7 separate regions of the Mus musculus genome follow, and all the other regions are linked to region 1. The links are chromatin contacts, called in public HiChIP or PLAC-seq and promoter capture Hi-C maps. All regions are on one chromosome and are shown on one strand. The core of a region is the stretch at or near the end of the contact, and the rest is flanking DNA. Distances in the headings are between cores, read along the strand shown.

Region 1 (4,131 bases), core at 964-3,463:
TAATATTCAAAAGCTACTTAACCTTCATCTAAAGGGATTCCACCTACTTCCCTGAGTTATTGCAAGGGCTAATTAAATTTGGTAAGATATTTAGCTGCCACCTAAAGAGGACACAGGAAAGAAAACGACAATATGGCCGGGTGGAGAAGTGATACACGCAGCTGATCACATGATCTAACTTCCATGGGCCCTTTTAAAGACAAGGGAAGGACCCCAATATTTTGCTGCGATCTTCCGATAGCTCTTCATCTTGTCTTGTTCATATGAGACAGTGTTTCTTCTTACCTTTCTTTACAAAGGTGTTGATGAACTCGTGTGTAATTAATTCATGAAGAGGTAAGTTCTTCACAGAGTAATAGGGTCCAATGTCCATGACCAGGCTTTTTAGCTCTTTTGATAGAAGCCCACATTCAGGAATAAGAAATGAAACCTATTAGAATGTAGAAGAACAAACGAAGTTATATTTTATGAAGATTAACACCATGCTTTTGGAAATGGAATGTCAAAGGTGCTAGTTACTCCTTCACAGGTTTTACTGGGACATAGAAGGGACACGCAAACATGGGCAATGTGATGGTTTGAAGATGCTTGGTCCAGGGAGTGCTATTAGGAGGGATGGCCTTGGTGGAGTAGGTGTGACTTTGTTGGAGGAAGTATGTCACTGTGGGCGTGGGCTTTGAGACCTCATCTAGCTCCCTGGAAGCCAGTCTTCTTCTAGTGTCCTTCAGATGAAGATGTAGAACTCTCAGCTCCCCCTACACCATGCCTGCCTGGACGCTGCCATGCTCCCACCTTGTTGTCCTTATAAGAGTTGCCCTGGTCACTGTTGGAGTGTCTGTTCACAGCAGTAAAACCCTTAGTAAAACACACACACACACACACACACACACACACATACACACACACACACAGCCACCACCACCTACCCCTGAGACAGGGTTTCTCCATGTAGCCCTGGCTGTCCTGGAACTTGCTCTGTTTATCAGGTTAGCCTTGCACTCAGAGATTTACCCACCTCTGCCTGGGTTTAAAGGTGTGCATCACCATCAACCTACTAGGCAACAATTCTATTAATTTCAAGTAAACAGATATCTGACTACTCAAGTTTTTCCTTTCTGCATTTCAATGTGAGGCATGACATTGCAATGGAAGTCTTACTTGAATCTTATTTTTGCATACAAGCAATATATGTTATGTCTTTCACACTTTATAGTCAAGGAAATAGAGTATATATAATTCAACATGCCTTGATTTGCTTATTCTGGAGTCATGAAATCAAAGGAACTCCTCCTGGGATTTAGGGACATTTAATTAGTAAGAAGCTACATAGAAGCAAAAGTGCTCCTGGAAGCTTCCATTTCCTAGACAAACCTAGGTGAGACCAGTTGAGATAAGCGATACATCCCTGACCGCAGGGATGGCCTTTCAACCGAAGAGATGCAAAATCCGCGCGGATTTCAAATGATCCCCAAGTGAACATCTAAAGTCCGTTTCGCAAAGCCCCAACAACCAGCCTTGAGGGACAAGGACGCCAGCTAATCTATCTGAGAAATCCATCAGGCCAATATTTAAGATGTAAAATGCTTAAACCCTTATCATCGTAAGGTAAGTTTATTTGGAGTTCCTCGTTTGTCAAACCGCGTGATGCTTTGGAAAGAGTCACAAGCTGATCCACAGAGATCTGCCCAAACTTAGGGTGTAATTCGGCTACATGTTGTACAGGTCACACTCCGACCGTGCAGGTTACATTCCTAACTCCTCCACTGCCTGCTCGACCCAACACCGAGAGGATTTAATCCTGAACACCGCAGTAACCACGCCAAACTCACAAAAACTCTGCTGTTCCTCATAGGACCGAGCACCGCCCTGTGTTTGGCGCATGCTGGGAATTGTAGTCCTACACAGCGCCAAGAAAAGCAGTTAAGAAACTTGAAGAGACTATAGTTCCCAGCATGCCCGAGGACGATCTCCGCCCACCCTCGCAAGCCGAGGAGGTCTGGCCGGGTGAAACCCGGCGTGGTTCTACCTTAAAGCTCTCCAGCCTAAGAGGGCCGGGTGGACCTGACTCACCCTGTAATTATGATAGTGCGTCTCCACGAGATGCTTATGGCGAGACTTATCGTGGCCGAAGTTGGATTTCTCACAGACCAGTAAGTGCCGAGGCGCCTCTTGCAGCCTGCGCAGCGTGGCCATGTTAAGCAGGAGTCCAGGCGAGCACCGCCTCTTGGCCCGCCTCCCGGCCCGCCCCTCGGCCCGCCCCTCACCCCACCATTCGCCCCTTTCTGACTACACCCCTCCCTCCACCACGCCCTAACCCTTCTTTCTTTCCCTGTCTGTCAGTTCCTGCAGGCACTGGGTCTGAAGGTTCTCAAGAACCTGGCATGGGGCTGGTGAGATGGCTCAGCGGGTAAGAGCATTGACTGCTCTTCCAAAAGTCCTGAGTTCAAATCCCAGCAACCACATGTTGGCTCACAACCATCCGCATCTTAAAAAAGAAAGAAAGAAAGAAAGAAAAAACCTGGCACATCCATTCTATCCCACAGTTTCTCCGTGGAGGAACAGTGCATATACCTGGACAGGACTCAGAGAAGGACTGGACCCTGACACCTTATAAAAAGGAGGAAGATAGGACAGAGGAAAAGCCTAGTATAGTCAGGAAATACATCTGCTTTGCAGCACTGTTTTCCTGACTCCTCATATGGTCTCGTTCCTAATGCTCACCCACCCGCAGGCCCCTAAGTTCCCACTGATCCTTCCCAAAAAGTATAGGAAATTACAGAGGAATATAATATGACATTTCTGCATTTTTACTTCCAACAGAACTTCTTTGCTTTGTTTTTAATTATTTAATTTATTTTTTTCATTTCCAACATTACTATTTTGTGATTTTACTCCAAATCTCAGTTTCTTTGCTGAATTGTACTTCCATGTACACTGTTGCTATCTTCAGACACACCAGAAGAGGGCATTGGATTCTATTATGGATGGTTGTGAGCCACCATGTGGTTGCTAGGAATTGAACTCAGGACCTCTGGAAGAGCAGTCAGTGCTCTTAACCAATGATCCATTTCTCCAGCCCCCATAGCTAATTCTTAAAAGCCATATTGTTGATTTTTCTCATCTATTTTACTCTCTGTGTGTGCACACACATGCGTGCGCACGTGCACGTGTGTGCACAGCAGACTTTCCAGGTCCTTCCTTAGGGAAGATTGAATTAATCTTTTTGCTTCAATCTTTTTTGAGGTCTTAAAGTATTTTTACTAGGAAACTTCTGAAATCACCCAGAATTTTACCTATTTCAGTATCATTGAATCCAGGTGTTAAGTTATTTTGTCTTGAGACAGGGTCTCATTATATATCCTGGCTGGCCTCAGACTCAATATATAGACCAGGCTGGTCTCAAACTCAAAGAGATCTACCTGCCTCTGCCTCCTGAGTGCTGGGATTTAAGATGTGAACCACCACTCTGGGATAATTGATTTTGTTTTTGGAGGACTCCTGTTGCTGTGTTTTTCATTCATGCTTTTGTTTCTGTGTGTGGTGTTGACCTGTGTTGATTTGGAGATGTTTTTCGCTGTTGTTCTTACTGAGCACCCTACTCTCCGAGACTCATTCCCCGGTGTTACTCATAAAGGAGACAACACATTGCTGAGACAGTAACAAAATGGAAGATATAGAAATACACCCAAAGTTACTGAGGTTCAGCAATATATTACTAATAACCATGAAACAGAAATTTACAATACTAATGTAGAATATGCTAGGAATGTAATGATTATGTAGGGTAAATGGGAAAATAGCAAGAAAACGAAAGCAAGCCTAAATGAAAGAAAGAAGCGGGATGAGAAAGTGTGCCATGGATGGAGACATGAAAAGAGAAAGGGTTTAGTGGGGGGAAAAAAACTAAAAGAAGGGGGAAATCTCAATAATAGAAAATCTTAAATAATGAATTATATAAATATAAGAGAAGTAAAAGATAAAAACATCCATTTTTTTAAAAAGGGAAAAGAGTAAAAGTGCTGAATAATAGAGAATGTAAATAATGTAAGATAAACATCTGTATGAGGTGTGAAATGTATGAAAATGTATGCGAGGAAATAAAATGTGTTTAGGGAATGCAACAAAGGGGAA
Region 2 (4,131 bases), core at 738-3,237, 1.9 Mb before region 1:
CCAGTCGGGACATGCCATGACAGGTATCTATGGGACTATAGTCAGATCCAACAGTTTCAGGTTGGAAAAAAAAAAAGTCCCCTATGCTTTGCTTATATACCCCACTTCTCTGCAATCTCGTGGCAACCACTGGCCTTTCATAACTTTTTCTCACTGAGGACGTCATCTTTGAAGTCATACACTGTAACTTAGTTTTTTAAGATTGATTTTTTTTTTCTTAGAAAACACAAGAACACACCAAATTCTTTTTTTTTTTAATTCTATAATTGATTTTAGTGCTAGGTAGTAGTCCATTGTGGTAGATTTACTAGAGCTATTGAAATGTAACTTATTTGCTTTCAAGTTTTGGCAATTATGAAAAGCTGCTGCAAAAGTTAAATACAGTAATGGGAGAGATGGCTCAGTAGTTGTTCTTGCAGAGGACCTGGGTCTTGGCACTCATATGGTGACTCACAACTATCCATAACTCCAATTCCAAGAGATCCCATGCCCTCTTCTGACCTCCATGGACGCCAGGCATGCAAGTGGTGCACAAACGTGCAATCAAAGCACTCAGACATATCAAATAAACCTTTAAATTTTTCAGATACAGGAGCTGGAAGTGTGAGTCAGCTGTTAAAAGCACATACTGCTCTTGCAGAGGACCCCAAGTTTGGTTCCCAGACTCACACCAGACAGTTCACCTGTAAACTCTAACTTCAGGGGACCTGATACCTTTCTGTGGCCTCTAGGAGAATCTGCACTCTATTATATACACACTCGTAAATAAAACAAACAAAAAACTTAAGGAAAAACAATGTACAGGAACCTGAAGAAGATAGCTCATGGTTCCTTCAGCAAAGTGCTTTCCATGGCAACATATGGATCTGAGTTCAATCCCCAGCACTCATACAGAAACAAACAAACAAAACTGGCCATGGAGACACCCCTGGTGCCTCTTGCCTTGGCCAGACAGCTTAGTCCATTCCACAAGCAAAAGGTAAAAGTAATACCTTGTATGGAAAAGAAAAAGATGCATTGTAAGAAGGAGCTAACTGGAGGTGGGCTCCTGGCCTCCCATATGTGGAGTTTTATACACACACACACACACACACACACACACCCAATCCCACCCGGAAAGAACTCCAAACAAACAAACAAACAAAAAACCCAACTTAAGTACATGTGTTTATACACTAGATGTATGTTCATTTGGGTACATACCTGTATGTGAAACTGATAAATCATACAGTAACCATAAAGGTTTTGCATTCTTTGCAGGAATGTATGTGATTTTCAGTTAGTGTACGTTTTTGTTAACATCGGTGAATGTTTGGGATTTGGGGGCATTTTATGTGTACTCTACATCAAAGTTGAGTTCCCCTAATGTCCTTTGACATTGAGCATCTTTTTAATGCTTATTTGTATGGTGAGGTATCTGGTAAAATGGCTGTGAATTTTCTTAAAGTGGTCGTGTGTATGGTTTAATAAGACTCCTTTATCGTGTCTTTTGTGGCCCTCTCTCTGTCTTGTCATATTTATCTTTTGACAATAAGGGATCACTGGACTATCGTGCAACTTTCTTCTTAATGACACCTGCAGCAACACAGTTTCTGCTTGGGGTTTCAACTACTATTTTCGAGGGCTACAAATTAATCACGTTTCTTCCTCGACAGGCTGCTGTGGTGGACGAACGATAATTTACCAGTGGTTCTGTCACCGTGTCACCTCTGAACCCACAAAGCTTGCAAAGGCCACTGTCGCACACAGCGCTATCTAGCGGGCCAAGCGGTCTCCGCCCTGACATATAGCAGCTATGACCGCCGTATTATTTTTTTTAAGGGCTCTCTCAGAACTCGCTCAGAAAGCAAGGCAAAAGTGCCATTCCTTCCGCCCGCGGGCCTCCGGGATGGTCGTGCTGCGAACCTGGCATGCTCAGTAGAGCTCAATGCCCAGCTGGGAGGCTGGCGCTCGCCCGTGCACACAGCCCCGGGGCGTGAGCAGAGGCGGAGACAGGGGCGGCCGCAGCCTAGCACCACCCCAGTAGTCCTTAGAGGAGGACCAGCGGCCCCCGGAACGGCCTCGGGAGCGCGGGTGTCGGTGCCGCTCACCTCCCGGGAGTCCAGCGGCGGTGCGGACCCGCGGAGGTGCGAGCTGGACGCGGCGGGAGGCGGCAGGCTGTGGGGGACCTGCGAGTGGCTGGGCGCCACTTCAGCACCGAACTCCGACCGGTCCTCGTCAGGGCCCAGGGCCGTCCCGGCCGGGCAGCCACGGCGAGGCGCCGCTCCTGACGTCCACCGCCCGTCCTTCCTCACCTAGGCCGGGGTACTTGGCCGCGGGAAGGCCTCTGAGGTAAGTCAGCGCGGGGGTCGAGGCCAGGGGCGCCGCCGCTAGTTTCCTCAGAAGCTGGTTTCCCGGAAGGGGCGGAGGCCGCGCGATTTCTGCGCGTGGACCGGAGGGCGGGGCTCGTTGTTTCCGGAAGCCGGGTGGCGGGCGGGACTTCAAACGTTCCCGGAAATCGAAAAGCGCGGAACTTGCTGTCATCTAGCGGGAGGTTGGACTCTTCTTGAGGTCGTTTTAGCTCAAGTCGAGACTGAAGGTGCGCCGTAGCCATGGTTACAGAGTGACTATGGAACGATTATTTTGGTAGGAATGACAGCTTCTTGAAGCTTTAGGACCCCAACAAGACTACCTAAATGTAACCTATCAACCCTGGACCTACCAGCTCTTTAAAAGGGTCTATTCCTGTTGTCTTGGGGCAGCAGGTGGCAGAGCAGTCGGTAGCTTTCATCGTTATTTTTGAGGTGAGCTGGCAAATCAGGAGTGATCTACGACCTCAACGAGAGACCAGTGTCAAACATCCAAGGCTTCTCTGGTCCTCAGTAGCATTTGCATTTATGGGTTGCTGCAGACCTTTTCTGAGTTGTGAAAAAGATAAGCCACATCCTCCTCACCTAAGCGTTGGACAGAGCCCACTGAGGATGGATGGTGCAGCCCAGGGTGACTCATTCTTTGTGTCTTGCAGATCATTTGATTTTCTTGCTCTTTTACTTTGTGCAAAGAGTTGAAGCTGTTTTAATCAAGAAATTCCACAAAAGACCTTTAGGAAAGTATTCTTTCTTAACACATGAAGACTCGATGGTAGAGTGAACTTTGGGATGCAATGACTTAATTGTGTAATTCTGTAGCCCCTGGAAAGATACTACTAAGGCTTGTGAGAAAGGTGAACTATCACAGCTGTATTGTATGTAGAAATATACTAGTCTTATTGAAAATGAAATTTGGGATGTTTTGTTTGTATGACTGACAAAAACAGTAGTAACAATTCTTAACTTTAATTTCCATTTTTCTCATTCTTTGCTACTTTGAGCCTTACACATAATGTTAAGCTTTCAAGATTGTAATAAGATATGTGCCCAAGGTAACAACTTACAAACTGGGCACAGTACTATTACACCTTAGTTAATGTCTCCTTAATATCTCCAGTAGGATCTGGAATTTGAAGCAAATATATAGTTTCCCACACATCGGTAGGATATCATTCTGGCAGATGTGTCTTACTATAAAAACATGGATATAATACTAAGTTTTTTTTAAATTTAATCTGTACATCCCCATGTTTTTAAAATGTAGAATATTCAATTAATCTGGGTAAGTCCATATGATTTTATATGTTTGTTTGTTTGTTTGTTTATTGTTTTTGAGACTGGGTCTCTTTGTGTAGCCTTTGCTATCCTGAAGCTAGCTATGTAGAAGGCCAGGCTGGCCTTGAATTCCCAGAGATCTACCTGCCTCTGTCTTCCTGGTGTCCGGATGGAAGGCATGTGTCACTATGCCTGGAATACCATGGCACACTATGCCTGGCAACAATTTCGTCTTTGCATTGGGGGTTTTCAAAAGAAAATTATTAGTTGCCTTTCTAGAAAAAAATATTAAAGAACTGAGAGTGAAAGCCTGAGAGAAGGGGTAAGGTGAATTCAATTCGGGTGAATCATTTAACCTCAACTTGTAATTTCTTTATTTGTAAATTGAAAATAGTCTTGATAAATTAATTCACAGACCACAATGTGCTGATGTGTTTGATCATACTTTGTTAAATTTTATTCCACCTTGTCTTTTGTTGGTGGTTTGATTCCTTGTTCAATGCCCTTT
Region 3 (4,131 bases), core at 958-3,457, 1.8 Mb before region 1:
TAATTAAAGAGGCAGGGAAGGCAGCTGTAAGCATTTGGGCTTCACCTTGGTCACTGAAGTGGTTGCCTGGCATCAGAAGCCCTTTGAAATCCCCTGCAGCCTGTAATGCCCTCTTTGAAGGCTTTCATCCCCTCCTCCCCTGCCCCCAGACACTGTTCCTCACAGAGGCCTTGCACAGCCTCTACCAGGCCCACACTCTCCTCTGAGCTGTCAAGAGTGACCACAGACATGATCTTGTCAGCTGCCTAGGTTAGGCCAGGACTTGTGGTCTGTGGGACACAGGCTCAGCTGGATGCTGCACACAGAACTGTAAAGCCCACGGCTGCTAGGAAGGGAGTGAGTCATCTGGCCAGCTCTCATGGAGCATCACAACATACCGAACACAAAGTTGTCTGGCCTGAAGATCTGGCCGAATGGTCCCGACCTCACTGAGTCCATGGTGCCCGGCTCCAGGTCCACTAGGATGGCCCGAGGTACATATTTGTTGCCTGTGGGGACAAGAGCTGACTTACAATTGGGCTTGAGAAAGGAGATGAATGTGGCAAAAGAATTCATTGCAGAAATCCCAGCATTGAGACAAAGGAGGAAAAAGAAAATGGAGACACAAAGCATGCAGAGGTCTTCAGGAATTATGAAGTGCTTTTTTAAAAAAAATGAATATGCAAAAAAACCATTTCCTTGTCTGCATGCTGGTAGGCTGCTTTCTCTGTCACGGTATGGAAAGCGAGACTGACATCCAAACTCTTACCAGCAGCTTCATTGTAGTACACATTGATCCTCTCCAGCTGCAAGTCACTGTCGCCATGGTAACTGCCAGTGGGGTCGATGCCATGCTCATCGCTTATCACCTCCCAAAACTGAAATGAAGACAATCCCACATCATGCTTAGAATCTCTCTGTCACCAGAAAGACAGCAGGGCAAGAGCCTAGTGGGCTGCGGGCCTCCATGTATTTGGGCAGCAGCTGCTGCTGCAGAGGGTCTTGGGAATGCGCAGTGCATCGGCCATATTATGACCACAGATGCAGGGCTGGGAGGAGCCTGGAGAAGGAAGTGGGCACAGCGGATCTCGCAGAACTGCAGAGGCAGCTGCTTTCTATCACTCCAGGCAAGGCTGAATGTTACACATACAGGCTGATGGATGGGAAAGGCAGAAGGGAAAATCAGGTGCCCCGCCCCCTGTGCCTCCAGGGATCAATGGCTGCTGGCACAGACTCCATGACAGCTTTCAACAGCCCAGTTTTATACCACTGACCTACATATTGGCTTCGGGTATTGACCCTGGCTAGGAATGTTCGGGGATGGGCAGTACAATCCTGAGAGGGCGTCTGGCAGCCCCGGGAAAAAGCTGGCCATCCTCAGGATGTAACCTCCATTGTGACTTGGCAGCAGGAAAGGGAGTGGGGAGGTTGGGTGGGCAATATGGCGGTGTTGAAAGAGACCATGTCCTTGTGCAGGCACCCGCCCACACCCATGTTAAATACCCATTGCTGTCTCCCCACTGCCGTCGGGTCTCACAGCCCCCATTCCAAGCAGTCTTGCAGAGAAAAAAGAGGACCATAATGTTTTATGTCACATCTAAACGAGCCCTTGTAAGAGAATTTGTCTAACACCCTCGTCTGTTGGCCCAAAGACACGCCTCTGTAACATCTGTCAACCCAATGACACTGCATTTTTTTCATTCAAATGACAGAAATATATATATATATATGAATTACATTTGACATGAGATTTTTTTCAATACATGTAGTGACCCCCCCAACCCAAATTTCAGACACGAAAAAAACCCAGACTAATGTCAGCTGCACCCCGCAGAAGGGCTGTGTCCCAAAGCAATGTAATGGACCTTAATTTAAGACACCCTTGTCGCACCAATCCTGGCAAGTTGGTCGGCTTTCAGGACCCGGCCCGCCCAGTAGCCAGCGGTGGAATGCGACACCAGCCGGGGCTCTTCTGGATCCCCTAGGCTCGGCCTGCTTCCGCGACACCCCCCCCTACCCCTCTCCCCACGCAACCTTGGGACCCTGACCGGATGGGACTACCTCATCCATTTCTTCCCTAGGGGTGAGCCCACCTTAGCGCCGATCTGGTTGCCACACTGGCCCGCCTGGATGTGCACGATCTCGCGCATGGTGCTGGTTGTAGAAGGGGTGGAGGCTCTTGCCCTCGGAGCAGTGCGTGGACAGAGGGCTAAGGAGCGCAAAAGACCAGTCGCCCTCCCCCAGCACCGCCTTTTATACCCGGGGACCGCCCAGTCCCGCTGACGTCATGGGGGCAGAGCCGAGGGGCGGCGCGGCTGGGACTGCGGCACCGCGAGAGGGAGCCGGGGCGCGGTGCGAGGTGCGGGGCACCCGCCTGTATCCAGCCTCCTAGGGTTATTACGCCCCCCCAGCCGGTCCTGCTGGTTTCCCCTCAGTGTCCACCTGAGGTGTTTGTCTACTGTCGAGACCTTTAGGTTACACTCTGGTTCTGCTCCCACACTGCTCATTTCCCACCACTCTGGGGACTACAGATGGGGCTCCTGCCTCCCCAGTAGCAGGACAGGTGTGGCCTCGCTCTTGGATATGAAGCCCAGAACTGAAAATGCATCTCTACTAGATGTCCTTTCTGAAAAAGGGTGCCTGCATCCTGGGCAGGACTTGAACTGCAGCCCGGTTCTCTCTTTCAAGTCTGCTTGGTAACTAAGGGCGAGTAGAAAGCCAGACGTGATACCGCTTGGGAGGAAAGAGGGGAGGATCAAGTGAGGGTCTGGACTGTTTCAAGGACGACAAGGATGCTATACAGGTCGATTGCTAGGTATAGAGGAGGAAGAGTGACGTTTTTCTGGTCTGGACTCTTGGGTCCTAAAAGCCTCTTAAAAGTCGAAATTTCTGCTCTCAGACACGTGTTGGAGCGAGAGAGCAAGGGAGGGAAGTGGAGGTAGCTAATATAGTGAGTGTGAGTTGAGATGCTGGTCTGAGAGAGACACTGGTTTTCATGGGCTGGGTAAGTTAGCCAAAGAACCTCACTGACAAAAGGTCACAGTGATCACGTTTTGGACACAGTGCTTAAAATATATTTGTTAAATGACTCACTTGTTTTCACTTTTAAAAATGTGATAACCAGGAAAATATAAAAACACGGTTGCAGCCCACATTCAGGGCTCACATTTCCTTCTCTCGGCTAGTACTGTCTGTCCCACAAAAGGCATCAACACTACCCAGATTCCTCCCCTCAGAAAAGCAAGGTTTAAAACCTGACCAGCTACAAATTGAGGAAGCCCGAGAACCTGCAGTTTTTCTATTAGCAGAAACCCTAGGCTTGGCGCTAGGACTGGTCCACCAGGAGTTACTCTTCGTTGGTCTGGCACAGTGGAGGGGTAAACAGGAGCTTCCACCAGTTCCTCTCGGGAGCCAGTTTCTTCAAATACTAAATAATTATAGGTGCCGTGGAGCTGGCTTTGTGAACAGGAAATGAGAAGGTGTATATGAAAGCAGGTTGAGTTTATGGAGTGAAAATGCCTTCATAAAGTCCAAGGGGATGCTGCTGTAAATGTGGATCTTGTTTGCCATGTTAATATTGGGTCATTTGCTGAGGTGGGAGCCACAGCCAGTCACTCGTGATTAAGCCCAGGTGAAGTTACATCATCGTGGATTCCGCTTCAGGGACCCAGGCCTCCAGGCTCCTCCATCCTAGCAGGCAGGCTGTGCTGGGGCCTCCTCAGATGGGAATAGATGTCCTAAGTGCTCTTCTTTCTCCTTCCCATCCCCAAGCTGTTGGGTCCCAGGTTTGGCCTTCAGAGTTTTTCCCCCAATCTGCCTCCATCTCCACATCATGGGTCTTCCTGAATAGCTAGAAGGTTCCAGAACCTCTGCCGAAATGGCTTTGGAGAATGTCACTGATTGTGGCACTTCACAAAGGTTTCCTGAGACAGTTGCCTCCTAGCGTTTGTGGCTTCATTCCTAATGGAAGTTTAAGGCCAAGCGGAAGAGAGGAAGAGATCCTGGGGATGTGAGGCTCCTTAGCAGGCAGAGAGTAGTGATGCTTTTCTACCATTTCCTAGCTGGATCCTCCAGCCACTCAGCTCACCTTTGAGCCTACATCACCAGATGAAAATACTGTGCTAAAGGACAAGCCACACCCCATGTGCTCTG
Region 4 (4,131 bases), core at 1,034-3,533, 1.8 Mb before region 1:
CAGCTGGCCTGGGAAGCGCAGGCAGGTGGTCACTCCACTCATGGTGGCTGACACCAGGTGGTTGAGATCGCCATAGGTGGGTGTGGTCAGCTTCAGGGTGCGGAAACAGATGTCATACAGAGCCTCATTATCGATGCAGTAGGTTTCATCTGTGTTCTCTACCAGCTGGTGCACTGAGAGGGTGGCATTATAGGGCTCCACCACAGTGTCAGAGACCTTGGGTGAGGGCATGACGCTGAAGGTGTTCATGATGCGGTCTGGGTACTCCTCTCTGATCTTGCTGATGAGCAGGGTCCCCATGCCTGAGCCAGTGCCTCCCCCCAGTGAGTGGGTCAGCTGGAAGCCCTGAAGACAGTCACAGCTTTCTGACTCCTTCCTCACCACGTCCAGGACAGAGTCCACCAGCTCGGCCCCCTCTGTGTAGTGGCCCTTTGCCCAGTTATTTCCTGCACCACTCTGGCCTGAAAGAGCAAAGGAGGATTAAGTCAGCCATGATTGGGAAAATTCCTTCTTTAAAAAAAAAAAAAAAAAGAATCACCTCTCAGATAAGGCTATTTCAAATTATTATCAAATGGCCAATAAATAATAAAGCAATAAACTATTTGGTTATCAATACAATTATAAATGAGTTAACAGAGCACACCTGCCTTTGAAAAAGCTAAGATGCAATTGCCTCAAAGCCTGATAAGGCTTAGGCGCCACTGCTATGTATGCTCCCTGTCTATCACACTCCTCCACCCTTTGTGCTAGTGATAATTAACACCTTGTGCTCTTCTGTCTTCAGCTATGCCACATACTCACCGAACACGAAGTTGTCCGGCCTGAAGATCTGCCCAAATGGTCCAGACCTGACTGAGTCCATTGTGCCTGGCTCCAGGTCCACCAGGATGGCCCTAGGCACATATTTATTACCTGCAGAAGAACAAGAGCTGGCTTAGCCCTCCAGGCAGTATCTTCTATAGAGTAGGGCTCGGTCCCACCTCCTTCCTGTTTGGTGGTACCCCCAAACAAAGAAAGGTCTATTATGACCAAGCTTTCAAAGGGTTTGGTTGGCACAGAAGAGGCTACCCCACCCCAAAAATGGTCATCCTAAAATAAGCCACCTTCTCCTGGGTTCAAATAAGAGCAGAGCTTAGGGATGCCAGAATTGAAGATGGGGTGTTAAAAGTAATTACCAGTTGCTTCATTGTAGTATACATTGATTCTTTCCAGTTGCAAATCACTGTCTCCATGGTAACTTCCAGTGGGGTCTATACCATGCTCATCACTGATGACCTCCCAAAACTGTGACATAAAAAGACTGTATTTAGCTATGCACAACCCTACCCCCAATCTCAATGAGCAGCCCCCCCATCACCCACAGTTTTGACAACAGGACGTTGCCGAAGCTTTAATGAGTGGCATGACCCAGGCACAGCCTTAGGGCTTGCATTGTAGAGGATCAGAAAGTTGAAACTGGGCGGTTTCCCATGAGAACAGCTGCTCTCAGCAGGAGGTAGGGTGTGTGTGTGTGTGTGTGTGTGTGTGTGTGTGTGTGTGTGTGTGTGTGTGTGTGTGTGAAAAAACAGCCCAAGCTGGGTTGGCAAGTCACAGCCACCACTGGCAGCTGGAGACAAACGCGCTGGGACTATAGGCAAGGAGAAAAGGGGGCCGGCGGGGAGAGTGAAGCGAGGAAGCTGTAGGGTGATGTTTTAAATTCAAAGCACGTTCAGTGACCGTCTGGCAATCGTTCTTCCTCCCCTCCCCCGCAGCTCGCCTGGTGATCAAGCGAGTAAAATCAATTCTCCTGTGTCGCGGCCCCTCCCTAAGACCGGCATGCACAGCCTAGCAGACACACCCACGTCTTCTTTAGGCACTCGTGGCTATTAGGGAGGAAAGAAAATGGGGCAGCTCAAATTCCGAATAGTTCCAGGAAAAATGAATGAGACCCCTTTGCTTTAAAGTCTCCTCTGAGACCACGCCCATCCGACTGCACAAAACCGCAAGTCAGGTCCGCCGTTGGTGAGTCCTGGTATTTACCTAGAGCCGCGCCTCATTTTGGACCCCACCTATCCCGAGGGGAGCTCCGTTAGGGTCCCTCCCTCACCCCCTAAGCAGTGAACCCACCTTGGCACCGATCTGGTTGCCGCACTGGCCCGCCTGAATGTGCACGATCTCTCGCATGGTGCCTGGTTAGCTTCTTGCTGTCTTGGGTCTGTGTCAGTGGGTCTGATGATCCTCCCCTTCCACACCCACTGCTGGGCCACCTGGAACTTACTCCGGAACCGACGGGCTACGGGCTGAGGGCGAGGGCCGGGTGGGTTCGGTCTTTTATGTAGGGAGGGTGGGGCGAACCAAAAAGACCGCGCCCCCCAGCCAAAGCCCCCAGTCCCGTTCTCGCTAGCGCTCTCCAGGCCGGGTTGACGTAATGCTCTGAGCCCCAGGGACGGTCTTGGGGGCTGGACTATGGGCTTGTGGCCAATCAGCGCGGGCGTGAAGACCTTGCGAGGAGTGGGGCTTCTTGGGAGAAGCTGGGGCCTGAGCATTGTCTCGGACTTGAGAAGGGCAAGCTGAGTGTGGGGAACTGGGAACTGGGAGCGTGAAGACTGCGGTAGTGTGGCGGGGCGGGGTGATTTAGTACCATAGGCTGGGGATGGAGAAGGGGCTGCTAATGGGTGGGTGCAGCAGGTGCAGTCCGGTGTTGCGAGTGAGCACTGGTAGGGAGCTTTAGGGTCATTTGCGTTACTTGAGCAATTCCTCTTCTTACTCTGAGCAGGCTTCGCCAAGCCAAAGCACTTGGCGAGAGTAGTGCCTCATTCTTCATCCCTGGAGGTCAATGTCTGTCCAGGCGCACACGCCCATTACATACAACTTTAGGAAAAGACTAGTGATCCTACGAAAGCGAGTGTAATTGGAAAAAAGAAAAATCCAAAAGATCATAACTTTGGACACTTTGGAGCATCTTAGACTTGCCTTTGTCTTTATTGACTATGCTTGTTCCTCTGCTATAGTAGCAGCATTTAGTGGTAGAAGGACCTCTGAGCCTAGCCCTGCCTCGCACACTCCAAGAATACTGTGCTCGCTGCCTGATACCAAAGACTCCTTTCACCCTGTGATTGGCTTTTGTTCCTCCTGAGTGATGGGGTGGGTGTGGCAGGCCGCAGTGTGTGAACTGTGTTGCCGGCAGAGTGAGGGTGGAGTCCTGGGGGCGGGTCTGTCAGGGAAACAAAGGAGTTCACAAAAGCGTGGGATGTATTCCACAACTGAGTGTTTAAAAGCCAGTCAGGCGCTGTCCTTCCAGTATTTAGTTCATCCGTTGTTAGAAAAGAAGGTTCTGAGAACCTTCGACGCCTAGAGCATTCTTACCTTCATTTGCAGTGACTAAGAGGTCCCAGCCTTGGTGCTGCGGATGGAGAGGAGGGGGACACGCCTAAAAACTGCAGCGCGGTGAGCTAGCCAGAGACCACCGCAGACTCAGGCGCACTCACATCAGCGCGTGCGCAGACGCGATGCATCAGCTCTCCCTTCAAACCCGCATTTTCTAGGTATTCGAGGAAGAAACTGATCCCTTTGTGAGCGTATGTGAAATAAACCTGTGTGCTCTGAGGGAGAGAAGAAGAAGGGTGTCAGAGTATGTTCCCTGCTATCCCAGGTTGAAGGTCACTGCTTCCCTACGCGGGGCTAGTGGTTTAGGAGGTGATGTGACCCCTTTTATTCTCTAAGGAGTGAGGCCCAAGTGACTCAGGGTCACACTATAGGGTAGAGCTCGCAGCTGTTGAGCGAGGGAGGACCTGCTAGAACCATCTGAAGCTGTCATCGCCTCTCCTTTCCGCAAGGGGTGTGGGGGCAGGGCGGGCTTTAAACTGAATTCTAATGTACCATGAGAAGCAGCCTAGAACAAAAGCCTTGCCGCCTGTGATTGCCAGGGTGTCCAGACTGGATCTCTATGGCCAGAGTTCGCCAGATACGGTTGCAGGTGTTCAGTTCAGGGTGGATTGAGAAGAGAGAGGCAAGAACAGTGAAGGTGTGCCCACGTGCCCAGTAACAGGGTTCCAAGGACACAGGCCCTGAATTTTGAATTTTCTCACCTGTCTTAATACAGATGTAGAAGCATGAAGAGAGAATACTTCCCAAGGTCACACAGCGAGTTAA
Region 5 (4,131 bases), core at 730-3,229, 1.7 Mb before region 1:
CTGGAACTCACTCTGTAGAACAGGCTGGCCTCGAACTCAGAAATATACCTGCCTCTGTCTCCCAAGTGCTGGGATTAAAGGTGTGCGCCACCACTGCCTGGCACATGTATAGAACTTGATCACATCTATCCCCCTCCCTTCCTTCAAGCTTCTCCACCCCCTAATTTAAACATCTGAAATATGGGCAAATAGTCATGTTAATGTTAATAATTATACTTTAATAAAGCTGTCAAAATATGACCAGATTCACTGATAATTAGCAAATGGAAACAGAGTATAAAGAACACTCTACTATATTGCTAGTTTTGTGTTAGTAAAATGAAATGTCGGAGGCAATTAACTTTATGAAGAGGAAAGATTCTAGTTTACAGTGCTAGGAGGTTCAAGAATACAGTATCTGTGCTGGCCGAGCTATGGTGAGGACTTCATAGCACAAATGTCACAGGAGCACAAATACAGGAAGAGGTCACAGCCTGAGAAGAGTAGGCAGGAGGAGGATGGGTGTAGCAGGGTGTAGGGGTTGCACGGGTGCTGCTCTGTATTTGAATGCTAAGTGCTGGTCCCCCCAAATCTGGATGCCTCCTGATGAGATCCTCCTGTACCAAATGATGTAAAGCTTGCCCCCCAACTTATTCCTGATTGGCCAATAAAGATGCCTACAGACAAGGCTAGGCAGAACAGAGTGGGTGGAAAAATGGATTCTGGGCTTGGGGTCTGAGATAAGGATGAGGTGGAAGAGAGAGGAAGAAGGAAGGAGGTCACCATGGTGTTGGTAGATCATGGGCACATGGTCAAGAGGACCAGCCTGATGGAGTAGGAATGGCCCAGGCTGAACATGGCCAGTGACATCTCTGGGATCACCATAAGAAAATAGGTAATATAGCATAGAGGGCTGATATCTGCCTAGCTCTAGTGCTTTTAAGCTTATTATAAATCTAAATGTTTCTGTATCTTTTATCTGGTAATGATATGGTCTGAAGTGGGGTAGAAACCCCCAATAGATATTTAAAGGTAACAAGGGGGTGTAGTAACCCCCTCCCCCCAACCCCCAACAATATTAACCACAAAGGCTGGGCTTGTTGCTTTTATAGTAATACCTCAGGAGCTCTATCACAGGAATATTTCCTTTTCCTCAGTGACTTGGGTCTTCCAGACAGGGCCTATCCCCTGATCTCCCATGATATTCCATAATCTATCTCCCTTGGGGACTAAGACATCTCACAGTGGATCCTCGGAGGGTCCCAAACCATACTCAAATCACATCACATTTTAAATCTCAATTTGATCCACTAAGAGTTACAGGAAATTTAAGCAGACTCTTTGCAGTTCCTAGAGTCTCCAAGTCTACTGTAAAAAGCTTGACAAACCGGGCAAGTTTTTACGCCTCTCAACCCACCAAGGGACTCATTCCAAACACTTTAGTGTCCCAGTAATTAAAATTAAAGGGTCCCAGGGCAGATATATCACCACCCTCCACAGGGCTTCCCTCTCTCACATTCTTTCTCAAATCTTAAAGGCTCCCTACTCATATTTCCATTTTGTACTCGAGGAAAGAGAGACAGAGAAGTTAAAGGGTTAGATCAAGACCCGAGCTTTACATGATAGCAGCTCAGGGTGTGCCTGCCTGTCTCTGAAGACCCTGTCCTCCCGCCATGGTCTATGCAGTTCTTTTTTACAGCTTTCTCCCAGGATCATTGCTGTTAAATTATGTTAGCTAGGTTAGAGACTTGCAGAGGTGGGCCTGGGAGGTGGTGGCTGCTAAAGCGCTCAAATTGTGTCCGTGTCTGGGCAAAGGAAGATGCTGAGAGTGGTTTCAGTCCACTAACATGCGCTCCTGGGAAGAAGGAAAAAGGACAGAGGTAGTTCAGTGGGTTCCTAGAGATCGCTGGCAGACTCCTAGGCGAGGCTGAAGGTACCAGGCTAGAGCAGGCGGAGGCCCTGTTCTAGGCCCCGCCCACTCATGCTCGCCCCACCCCACCTCGGCGCGCGCATCTGAAAGTGAAAGAGCGTTCCGCTTTTCGGAGCTCGCTCTCTCTGGTCTGGGAGCCCGCGCCTGCCCGGTCTCGGTGCTGTGGCCCGGTGGCTGGCGGGATGGAGGAGTCTCGGGCCGCTGCGGACGCGGACGTGTCGCTTCACAACTTCAGTGCAAGGCTGTGGGAGCAGCTGGTCCACTTTCATGTCATGCGGCTGACGGATTCGCTCTTCCTGTGGGTGGGAGCAACGCCGCATCTACGCAACCTCGCAGTGGCCATGTGCAGCCGCTACGTGAGTGTGGGCGGGGCCAGGAACTTGATGGCGATCTGGGGGCGGGGCCTAGCCGTAGTTGGGGGTGGGGTTGGGGGGACCGGTGGACCTCAAGGTGAAGGATCTGGGGTAGAGGGTGGGGACCGCTAAGAAGGGTTTGGGAGGAGAGAGACCAGTGGGAGTGAGGCTGGTCGCATGCGGCCCTGAGAGACATTCTTGAGGAGCTTCAGTGTGCCCTGGGGTCCTATTCTGAACACCTCAGGCTGGAGTCTCCTAGGGCTGCTTCTTGACTTGCGGGAACCCCGGAGTCAACCCACACGTGGACCACCTTAAAGGGAACTCATCCCAGCCCCTGAGCTCTGAGCTCACCAGAACATCGGCTCTCCTTGCACCAGCTTCCTGACATGTGCGCGTGCTACGTTTTACATTTTACATTGGGTTTAGACAACTTTTGTATTGAACTTGGAGCTTAGATTTGAGTGTCTGATAGGTACTTGACCAACAAACTCAAACCTTCCCCTTCTGTGACCTTTCATCTCTGTATGGGCAACTCTACCTATTCTGAGTGCTCTCTGGCTGTCTTTGGCCTTTCTTTCTCTCACAGGTCACGTGCCCAGAGCCTCTCCATCTCCAGGATAGGGGGTTGAATCCAAAGCTTTGCATGTGCTATGCAAATGCTCCACCACTGAGTTAAACTGCCTGTCCTCATCTCTTCCTTGAACACACCACTCATATTGGATGAAGGACTTACCTTACCCTCGGATGAGCTCACTTTGTGTGGGGGGCACATGCATATATATGCACCCAAATTTAGGAACATGCATGCACGTATGCATGCATACCATACACACTACATATAAGCAAAAAGATAAAACAATAAGATAGATCAGGGATTGCCATTCCTCTGCTAAAGACCCTTTGAGATGAATTCAGAGTATGATACTGAGTTTCTAGTGATCCCCACAGGGCCTGTTGCTTCTTAGTGTTCTTCCCTGCCCAGTTATTCCAGTAGTACTGGCCTCTGAAGTTTTAGTGATATAAGGTGAGGTTAGTGTCTAGTACCTCTCAGGCTGCTCATTAAGTCACTTGGTGAGTTGTTGAGACCTCTTCAGGGCGTCCTTTAAGTTGTAGCCAGTCAGGCAGTAAGGTCTTACTTCGTAATCAGGTTCTACTAAAACATGGCCACATCTATCTATGCAGGTGGAGAGTATGGCAGCTCTAGTCCTACTAGCGGGCTTGTGGCTGCTGACACCTGAATTATTTTCTTTGTGAGCATTCATAGAAAAGTTGTGCTGGTCCATGGAGGACAGTGTTAAAGATCATGTGTGTGTGCTCCTCCCTTTGCCCGCAAATTTGTTCTGGCCACAACAAACTTTGGAGAACACAAATCACAGGATGAAGTTGCTTCTCTAACTGGCCTGTCTGGATAGCGGCAGGGGTTTCAGTACCCAGGAGGGATGATGCCAGCCAAGCCAGCCTGAGGGTGGCTGGCCTGGGATGGAAAATGGTCCTGACCTATGGCAGGGAGTTGGAGGAGGTGCTCCCACCTTAGTAAATGTGTCCTTGAGCATGTGTCTATGGAGACCAATTATTTGACAGTAATTAATTATATTAAGAACAGTAACAAGATGGGGCTTAAAATTTTATTTTTGGTACGAAAAAGCCAGCTGGTAAGGTAGATTTACTTCAGTAGGCTTCAGTGTAAACACTGTACATTTCAGCTAAATGTTGAATTAAGAGTCTATAAAGAACAGGTTTATGATTATATTTTTGTATCAAACAAAAAGATAGAAATTGAGTAATTTTATACTGTTCTTTTTTTCTTTTTAATCTTGTTCGGTATATACCTGAAGAAATTCTGAAAGTGACCTTAAGTTCTTAAGAGAT
Region 6 (4,131 bases), core at 1,017-3,516, 1.6 Mb before region 1:
CACACACACACACACACACACACACACACACACACACACACAATTATAAACTGTCCAAATCCATTCTTGAATTTAGACAGAGCACTTTACACAGTTCAGAACTGTCCCAACTGCACTGTTTAAACTGCCGAAGGGACAGAAACTACAAATGTTTCACAAGTTGCTTAACTAGGTGGCATCCAGTGTTTCCTACAGGCCAAGAAAATGGAAAATTATGGTTACCTAGGGTTACAATTGTCTAACAGTATTGTCCACTTTTAGGGTGATATACAACTCTCTCAGAACACTCCTGCTGTACCACACAGAATGCAAGACCTTTGCAAGGGACAGGGAGGACAAAGTGCGAACTGGGACCAGTTCACCAGGTCTCAATGCCTGAGACCAGAGCAGGTGCTGTACAGGAGCAGCGATGACACCCTGCAAACTTCCCACCTTCCTATGCTATGGGACTATTTACTGAAGTCCTGAGAAAGTATTTGAGGGAACACATTAAAGTCTACAGTCAGATCTCTGGGAAGGACAACTCATGGTTGGGGTGGGGGTGGGTTGGCCAGGGAACTTTTTAAAGGGCTCTGCTTCTTTGTCTATAACTTGGATTCAATTGGCTTTAATCTGTTCAAGGCACGTGTGGGGAGGCTGACATCTGCTAGAAAGAATATCTGAGAGTAGAACACTATTTCTCTTGGATAGTTAGTTCTTAGTGGGAGACACAGGGACAGGCAGCCTGCAGAAAGAACATGGCTATGTCCTGGCTCCAAGGAGAAGCCCTAGAAGAGGGATTGAGTCTTCCAGGGCCCCTGCTGAGCCATCAGTGAGTCTGACACCTTAGCTAGATAGAGGAGAGGATTTGAACCTTTCGGGGGAGGGGAGCCCTTTCCATATGTGCACTGGGACAGGAGTTTGTGTGGATATTAGAAAAGGCTAAGTCGGTCTCTTTGAAGCGGATGCAGCGTCACGGGCACCGCAGAGGGCGGCAAAAAAGCCTTGGCTTCACATCCAAGTAAGAGCATCTCCTTTGAGGGACAGCCGGGAGCCCAGTCAATGCGGGGTTGTGCGTACACAGGCTAACATTTTGGGTTCCTCAACTGGGTAGGTTTGGACCTAAGTCTGCAGAGAATGAGAGATGGAGCACAGAGCAGAGGCGACCGAGGTCAGAAGAAAAAGGTTCACAAGAAGAACGCGGGGACGCGGCGGTCGTGGCCCTTACCTTGCTGACCACGTTTTGGATGAGACCAGTGCGGATGCCGTAGTCCCACGCGTGGCAGTCGCAATTTGAGTCGTTGTTCCCCTTGCCTGGAGGGGATGGGAGGGGTGGTGTGTCGCTGCTGTTGCTTCGGTTGCTCGTGGTCCCCCAGGAGGCAGTGGAGAAGGGGGTGGCCGAGGGGCTGGTCCAATTGCCCATGTCACCCCATCGGCCGGTGACAGTGGCACCCGCCAGCTCGGTGCCTTTGCCGGCCCCGCGGCACCAGAAATCGGGCTGGTCCAGAAGGAAGGAGTCCGAGAACTGGCTGAAGCCAATGAACAGTGCCGGGATCCAGGTGAGCACCACCAGGGTCTTCTGGTAGCCGCCGCCCAGGCCCCCGAGGAAGGGCAGCACGGAGCCATCGTAGTCCAGCAACAGGAGGCTCGGGGCGGCTGTCGCCGCGCAGCAGCTCGAGTGCGGGCCGCCGCTGGGGTGCAGCGCAGGCAGTGGCTGGATCTCCGCGCTGCTGCCGGAGCCCGCGCGCCCTCCGAGGGGCGCCGAGGCCGCCGCGTCCCCGGGCGGCAGGGAGCCGTTCTCCTCCGCCGGGGCCGGCTGCCGCCCGGCACCACTACCCGCCGCCTCACGCCGCCGGTCTATCGCCATGGCCAGGGCCCGCGGCTCCCGCAGAGGCGCATAGAGCGCGGCGGAGCTCGGCGGGCGCCCGGGCACAGCGCCGCCGCCGAGGAGGAGGGCCCGCGGCCGGAGAGAGTGCTCCGGGCCCGGCGAGTCAGGCCACCCCCATGTCACCCGCGCACCCCCGTGCCCTGGGCGCCGGGCAGAAACCGTTCGAGTCCTCAGCCGCCGCGGCTCATCCGCGCCGCGGCCCGGGCGCCCGCCTAGCTACGAGGCTCTCCGCTGATGCGCGCCGGCCGGGGAGGAGGAGGAGCCGGACCCGCGCCCTTGTCGCGACTCGGGGCCCTGCGGGCACCGGTGCGCGTTGTGCTGGGGCCGCCGGCGGCCGCGGGTTGGGAGATCCTCCACGGACTTCGGGCGCTCCCGGAAGCCGCAAGCTCGCAGCCAGCCTGCGGAGCCGGCCGCGCTCTCGGCTCACCGAGCCGGCCTCCGCCTCCCGCCCCGGCCCGCCCCCTCTCCCCCCGCCGAGGTGGAGGTAACCGCGGCACCTGCTGCGCCGCTCCTGCGCACGAGCGCCCCCTCCAGCCGGGCCGTGTCGCCACCGCCCGGACAGACGCAGGGGCGGGGAGAGGGACACCCGGGCCGCTGCAAGATCCCTGGTGGTCTCTGGGCGCGGGGGACGGGGGTCACCAAGGAGTCTGCACTGGCTGGGAGTGAGAGGACAGTGTCGTCTGCCAGTCTCAAGTCCCACAGCCGCAAGGGACCTCGCCCCGGGCACACCGGCTCTCCGTGACCTCTGTTCGTTTCCGAGGTGCCTGGCGGCTGGCACCCCACTCCTGGTCTTGAGCCCAAGGGTTGCCTGTCTTCCAGAACAACCTTCTGTTCTTCTTCCAGACTCAAATAAGGCAGCTTTTTATGGTCACGGAGCTGGGGCAAGGAGGCATGTTTGCCAATTTTAGGATGACAGCCCCTTACAACGCTGGGTCACACACGACCTACTGCAGCACCCGCCCCAAATCGCCATTTCTTTCTGTGCTCCAGAATGAATGTCAAATAAACACAACTCTAGAAGGCTAGACCTTCAACAGAAGCCACACACTCGATACAAACGTGAATGAGGGCGGCCTGCCCCACCCCCTCCCCAAGGTCTCGGAATCACAATTCCTATGCTCTGCGCACAGGCGCGCACACATCTACACCTCACAGGAGATCCAAATGCTCTTGGCACTCCAGACTCCAGAGCCAGCCTTGCCCAGCTAGCACTATATAAATAACACCAGCCCTGCGGCAAACGGCCGCATTAGCATATCTTCTCCTGCGTGCCAGGCCTGACACCAGTGAGAATTATGCGGCTTTCATCTTAGCCTCACTACATTCTCGAGACATTTCATATTCTGAGAAGTTTATTAATGGAATTAATGGAAATCTTAAATGGAGCAATCTATCTCTAGTCTTATTTAGCACAGGGGAAGGAAGCTCGCGTTCTTTTCCCAAAAGCATATCCTGCGAGTACATGTATGGAATGCGTTCTTTAAGCATCTCCGTTATTTTCTCAGCTGCATGTTGTATAATTTAGTGGGAGACTTTTTTTTTTTAAGCATGCAGCTCAATGTTCCAGTCAACATGTACTTACTGCTGAAATTCTGACACGTGGAGAGAACTATTTCTGAAGACTGCCAGAGAGCTGGACTTTGGGGAACCCAACTGTGAATTTTCCTGAGTGGCTGGGAAGGGGAGATTAGATAACAATAGACGGAAGAGACACAGGCTGCAGAAGACACTAAAGGTCTGGGAAACCCAGTCTGGAAATTTAAGCACATTTAATGACATACTTGAGTGAGAATGTCATTATGAAACCCATCATGCAGTATAATGATTATAATCTAATAAAGTATTATTTTCAAAATCAGGAGTGACAGTGCAACCTGCCAATACATGTGATCTTCTCTTCCTCCTTCTCTTCCTCCCCCTCCCCTTCCCCCTCTACCCTCTTCCTCCACCTTCTTCTCCTAATTTCACTTTATTGGTTAGTTTAACTTTTCTTCCCCTCATCACTTGAAGAGCTAATCCTTGGGACGCGCTCACCCCACACCCCAACAGAACAGAGTCAGCATTCAATGAATGAATGTTAGATATTTATTACTGACTCCACCCTCTGCACACAACCTACATTTTCTTATCTGACTGAAATGTAACAAGCCAGGCTTTCTCTCATTCCCCTTCCGTGTTGGTTCTTTCAAAGGAAGCCTGCTCCGTGTCTGGGTCTGACTCCTTTGCTCAGCTGCTCACTAGGAACCTAGCTGAAACTTTGTAAG
Region 7 (4,131 bases), core at 976-3,475, 1.5 Mb after region 1:
GACCAAGCCAAGGGGGACTCTTCCTTGTTAAAATTAAAGGAGAGACCCTGGTTGTTAAGGAATGGTGCTGTTCTGGTGTTTGTCTCCATCCTCAAGTTCAAGTACCAGTTGCAAATGATCCAGTCTGGGGTTAAAACTGTCTTTTAACATCAGTCAATTTGTTCGGTTTGAGCCCAGTCTCGTAAGGCTAATGACAGCCTAGGACCAGAAGCAACTTTAATTTTCGAAGACAATGCTCAGCTTCTTTCCGAGTCCTTAGCCAGTTATGAACTTCCATAAATCTAACTCAGTGACTCACACACTTCCATGCAATAATCATTTAGGAAGCTAATTTAAAAGGACAACTCTCAGCTCCTCCATTCTACCCCAATCTGACCCTAAGGTTGCTGGTATTTGCATTTTAACTAACTAAACATTTCCTAGGGCTCCACTCTGCAGGGCCACAGAGCTTCCTGGGCCAAGACACATAGACCTCCTAAATGCTTATGTTGAATTCTCAGCCACGACATGCTTGCCAGCCCTGCCCAGGTTTCTGCAGATCAAGCCCCTTTCTTATCTCCCATGTTCTTCTTTCTTTACCCGGAACTCCAACCACTCCACCAACTGATAAGGTGAAATTTGACTGTGGTATTTAGAGTCTACAGAAATCGAAGAATGGGTTTGTAGGAGGAGAGGAAAATAATGACCAAGTTGAATTCTCTTGTCTGTGATTCCCACATAAAGCTGGGAATGTATTTCCTCACATGAAACTTGAGCAGCAAAGGAAAAAAGACATGGCAAGAGGAAGGAAGTTCCAAGTAAGTCTGACTACTTCCTCCCAGGATCCTCTTCCTCTTCCATGATTGACTAGTGCAGGGGCCATCGGCTTCCAGTGTCTGAGGCCCTTGAACCATGACAGGTCCAAAGTGAGAGATGCTGTAAATCTAAATGCCTCATTTCTATATTGATTATATGCTTTAAAAAAGGTAATATTTTAAATTACTGAGTTAAACAACATATTTTGCTAATCTTACTTTTTTCCTTCTCATTTTTTAAATATGGCCACCTGAAAAGCTTAAGTGGCCCATGTGACTCATGTATTTCTGTCAATGTTGACCCAGAATTTCATTGTCCAGCAAAATAATCACAAGACATACATGGTCATTCAAAACTGTTTTTTAAAGTAAATTAAAACCTGCACTGGCCACAGTATAAGCTCTTATGGCCACAGGGGGTTGGTGGCAGTCATATTTGATGGGATCTTTGCAAAATGTCCTACCAGGCAAATCTGACCTACTGCTTCATACTGTTTTGTATTGCTTGTAATTGTCTATCCTGAACTCGTTGGTATAGCTTGCATTAGAAATCTCACTCCCTGGCCCAGTTCAAACCCTAATATTTTCTCTTGGGCTCAAATCCTAGAATATGTTTGTGTCATGGTGCTAAAGTGCCCCTTTGGGGAAGCTACCACTCATGGCCCCATCTCAGGCTGACTACCTGGGTCCTCCTCCCTTTAATCCAAGACCTCTGTAATGTCTTCCTACTGCTGCTGTAACAAGTTGTCGTGGAATGTGCAGTTCATAGCACTGGTTTGTTCTCTTGGAGTCTGAATGCCACGAATCTAAATCCCAAGTATCTGGAGAGCTGTATGCCTTTGGAAGCTTAGGGAAGTCGCTCTCTTACCCAGTTAGTCTCTGGCTGTTGTGTTCCTTGGCTCCTCTCCATGCTCTGCCTCCATCTATACATGACCTCTCCTCTTTCCCCTCAGATCCTTCTTCCCTCTCATTTTCTAGTCCATCTAGGTAACCCAGGGCCACCTCCCCATTCCAAAATCCTAATTAGAGATTACATCTGCAAAGTCCCTTTTGACACGTGAGATGGCATAATATTCACAGGATCTCTGGGGACCAGGATGTAGCCATCTGTGAGTGACCATTGCTGCCTATGCAACTATTACTGAGAAAAGAACAGGTTTTGGGTTTTGTTTTGTTTTGTTTTTCTGATTTCTGCTGGCCATGTCAAGAGTCCAAGTAGCTACATATAATCCAAAGGAGCCTCGAGCTCCTTGTGTTTTTGATTAAAATGACCTTGTGAAAACCAAACCGCCATGAACTCCCTAGACCATACGCTTGCCCACATGCCCAGAGCAAGATATGAGTTTTTCTGTTCGGAGGTCAGATCATTGCTTCATATCAAAGCTTCGTCTCACTGGGACATGACTGTCACTGTTTCTCAACTTTATAACCACCCCTATTTGGCATAGCCTTTACCCAGAAGAGAACCAGTGCGGCCAGAAGTCAACGACTCATGTGTTGAAACCATTCCTACTTCAAAACCGGCTTGCTGTTGAAAATGAAAAGACTGGCAATGACCACATTGCTAAACCACTGGAGAGGCATGAGGGGAAGGCTGTGATTAATCCAACCCAGGAGAAGTCTTATTTGATAATTTTGTAATGATTCGTTGCAATCTCACAGGGGATGGTTCTGAGCTGTCAGTAACATTAGATTTCCCTAGTCAATGAAATCCCACAAGGGGGTCAGAAGTCTGGCTGCATGCGGAGGGGAAGATTTCAAAGTAGAACTCGCTGAGCCAAAATGAAAATAATTCATCTAGAGGAAAAGTAACCACGGTGGCTGGACAGCTATGGACTCTAAAGTAGGGCTGTGGTTTTCACAAAGAAGACCATAAGTATTCCCAGGGCACCTTACCCTACAAACAGCCAGCGGGTATTAGCTGGGGTGTAATTGAGCTGATAGCATGCACATCTAGCATACACAAGGCCCTAGGTTAGATCCTTAGCACAACATAAATCAGGTGTGGTAGCACAGACCTGAAACCCCAGCACATGGGAGGTGGACACAAAAGGATCAGAAGTTCAAAGCCATCCTTAGCCACAAAGTGAGGTCAAGAAAACCTCTCTCAAAAACAATTAAAATTAAAAATAATTCCCCTCTCTCCCTCTCTCTCCCTCCCCCTCTCTCTCTCTCCCTCTCTCCCTCCCTCCCTCTCTCCCTCTCTCTCTGCCACCATCTCCTCCCAAAGTATGAGGCTCTGAGAACTCACAAGCACAATTCAAGGCCTAAAAATTCTTTTTCCTGGTTTTTGCCTTAAAACTCCAGATCATTCCAACATAATCTGTAGACAAGGTATCCTGTCATCAGGAGGAGGTCCAAATTAATCAACAGCTGAGTCTCCTGAACCAGCACCAGCTCACCCGTGGTGTGTGGGCTGGGTAGGCTTTTTATCTACTTTACACAAGTTAGATGAATCTGAGAGAAGGGAACCTCAATTGAGAAAATGCCTCTATAAGATCTGCCTGTAAGCAAGCCTGTGGGGTATTTTCTTGACTAATGATTGATGTGGACAGACCCAGTCTGCTGTGGGCAATGCTACTCATAGGCAGGTGGTCCTGGGTCATATAAGAAAGCAGACTGAGCAAGCTATAGGAAACAATCCAGTAAGCAGCACTATTCTATGGCCTTCCATTAGTTCCTGCTTCTAGGTTCCTGGTCTGCTTGGGTTCTTGTCCTGACTCCCTTAGGATGGATTGTTACCTAGAAGTATAAAATGAAACAAACCCTCTCCTCCCCAAGTTGTTTTGAGTCGTAGTGTTTCATCATAGCAATTGGAACCTAAGACAAGGAATATAGGGCACTGACATGGTAAATTTTCTAGTTCTATAACAGATTCTGGAGCCTGAGTACTTTATAAAAAAAAGATTTTTTTTTTTTGGTCCATAGTTCTGGAGTAGTCTGGGACATCCAAGCAAGGATGTCCACATCTGCTGAGGGCATCATGCCACTTCATAACATGAAGGAGGAGCAAGTGGAGCAGGTGAAGGGTACTGCTCTGCTTTATTTTTTATTTATTTTATTGTATTTTATTCGTTTTTTCGAGACAGGGTTTCTCTGTATAGCCTTGGCTGTCCTGGAACTCACTTTGTAGTCCCAACCTGGCCTCGAACTCAGAAATCCGCCTTCCTCTGCCTCCCAAGAGCTGGGGTTAAAGGCATGCGTCACCACCGTCCGTCCGGCAACCACTCTGCTTTAACTGGAAACCTGCTCTCCTGCTTACCAGTGCAGTGGAGCCAGTGCACCAATCCCTCGATGAGGGTGTGACCCAGATGCATCTTGAAGATCCCACTCCCTC

Evidence for each region. Promoter capture Hi-C pulls out the DNA fragments that hold promoters and counts their contacts. HiChIP or PLAC-seq counts read pairs in DNA pulled down with a chosen protein or histone mark. Capture Hi-C pulls out chosen DNA fragments and counts their contacts.
Region 2: a promoter capture Hi-C map of pre-B cells shows a contact between it and region 1. The contact joins the promoter of Ripk1 here to the promoter of Rpp40 in region 1. A contact is called at or near these places in 1 of 39 promoter capture datasets (pre-B cells) and 2 of 484 Hi-C or Micro-C datasets (CD4 T cells and pre-B cells).
Region 3: a contact with region 1 is called in an H3K27ac HiChIP or PLAC-seq map of thymic regulatory T cells, with 7 times the contacts expected there. The contact joins the promoter of Tubb2a here to the promoter of Rpp40 in region 1. A contact is called at or near these places in 1 of 39 promoter capture datasets (pre-B cells) and 1 of 115 datasets of contacts at active chromatin or transcription factors (thymic regulatory T cells).
Region 4: a contact with region 1 is called in a promoter capture Hi-C map of pre-B cells, with 3 times the contacts expected there. The contact joins the promoter of Tubb2b here to the promoter of Rpp40 in region 1. A contact is called at or near these places in 1 of 39 promoter capture datasets (pre-B cells) and 1 of 115 datasets of contacts at active chromatin or transcription factors (astrocytes).
Region 5: a promoter capture Hi-C map of liver shows a contact between it and region 1, with 2.0 times the contacts expected there. The contact joins the promoter of Psmg4 here to the promoter of Rpp40 in region 1. A contact is called at or near these places in 4 of 39 promoter capture datasets (cranial neural crest, embryonic stem cells, hippocampal neurons and 1 more), 2 of 484 Hi-C or Micro-C datasets (CD4 T cells and CD8 T cells), 1 of 115 datasets of contacts at active chromatin or transcription factors (microglia) and 1 of 9 other capture datasets (liver).
Region 6: a promoter capture Hi-C map of cranial neural crest shows a contact between it and region 1. The contact joins the promoter of Slc22a23 here to the promoter of Rpp40 in region 1. A contact is called at or near these places in 2 of 39 promoter capture datasets (cranial neural crest and hippocampal neurons) and 1 of 115 datasets of contacts at active chromatin or transcription factors (embryonic stem cells).
Region 7: a promoter capture Hi-C map of 3T3-L1-derived adipocytes shows a contact between it and region 1, with 2.8 times the contacts expected there. The contact joins the enhancer-like site here to the promoter of Rpp40 in region 1. A contact is called at or near these places in 4 of 39 promoter capture datasets (the 3T3-L1 cell line, 3T3-L1-derived adipocytes and liver) and 2 of 115 datasets of contacts at active chromatin or transcription factors (astrocytes and embryonic stem cells).

The regions. Positions count from the first base shown.
Region 1 is chr13:35,904,134-35,908,264 of GRCm38.p6, forward strand. It overlaps Rpp40 (ribonuclease P 40 subunit), which reads right to left and starts at 2,214. Exons shown (of 8, transcript NM_145938.4): 1 at 2,071-2,214; 2 at 286-430. The coding sequence starts at 2,193.
Region 2 is chr13:34,000,376-34,004,506 of GRCm38.p6, forward strand. Ripk1 (receptor (TNFRSF)-interacting serine-threonine kinase 1) reads left to right here and starts at 1,988. Exons shown (of 11, transcript NM_001359997.1): 1 at 1,988-2,331. It also overlaps a transcript of Serpinb6a not described here.
Region 3 is chr13:34,075,801-34,079,931 of GRCm38.p6, forward strand. It overlaps Tubb2a (tubulin, beta 2A class IIA), which reads right to left and starts at 2,208. Exons shown (of 4, transcript NM_009450.2): 1 at 2,073-2,208; 2 at 749-857; 3 at 378-488. The coding sequence starts at 2,129.
Region 4 is chr13:34,128,071-34,132,201 of GRCm38.p6, forward strand. Tubb2b (tubulin, beta 2B class IIB) reads right to left here and starts at 2,284. Exons shown (of 4, transcript NM_023716.2): 1 at 2,107-2,284; 2 at 1,176-1,284; 3 at 802-912; 4 at 1-461. The coding sequence starts at 2,163. It overlaps Gm36500 (a long non-coding RNA gene), which reads left to right and starts at 2,408. Exons shown (of 3, transcript XR_873221.3): 1 at 2,408-4,131.
Region 5 is chr13:34,160,985-34,165,115 of GRCm38.p6, forward strand. Psmg4 (proteasome (prosome, macropain) assembly chaperone 4) reads left to right here and starts at 1,980. Exons shown (of 3, transcript NM_001101430.2): 1 at 1,980-2,265. The coding sequence starts at 2,092.
Region 6 is chr13:34,342,952-34,347,082 of GRCm38.p6, forward strand. It overlaps Slc22a23 (solute carrier family 22, member 23), which reads right to left and starts at 2,267. Exons shown (of 10, transcript NM_001382849.1): 1 at 1,208-2,267. The coding sequence starts at 1,846.
Region 7 is chr13:37,397,291-37,401,421 of GRCm38.p6, forward strand. All of the region lies in intron 3 of Ly86 (lymphocyte antigen 86), which reads left to right. Among named protein-coding and RNA genes, the nearest start is that of Gm4035, 36 kb to the right of the region's middle. Within about 2 kb of position 2,226, at least 21 of the 459 cell types and tissues checked have an H3K27ac peak or open chromatin away from gene starts, as enhancers often do. A contact at or near this core is called in 3T3-L1-derived adipocytes, where this site is marked.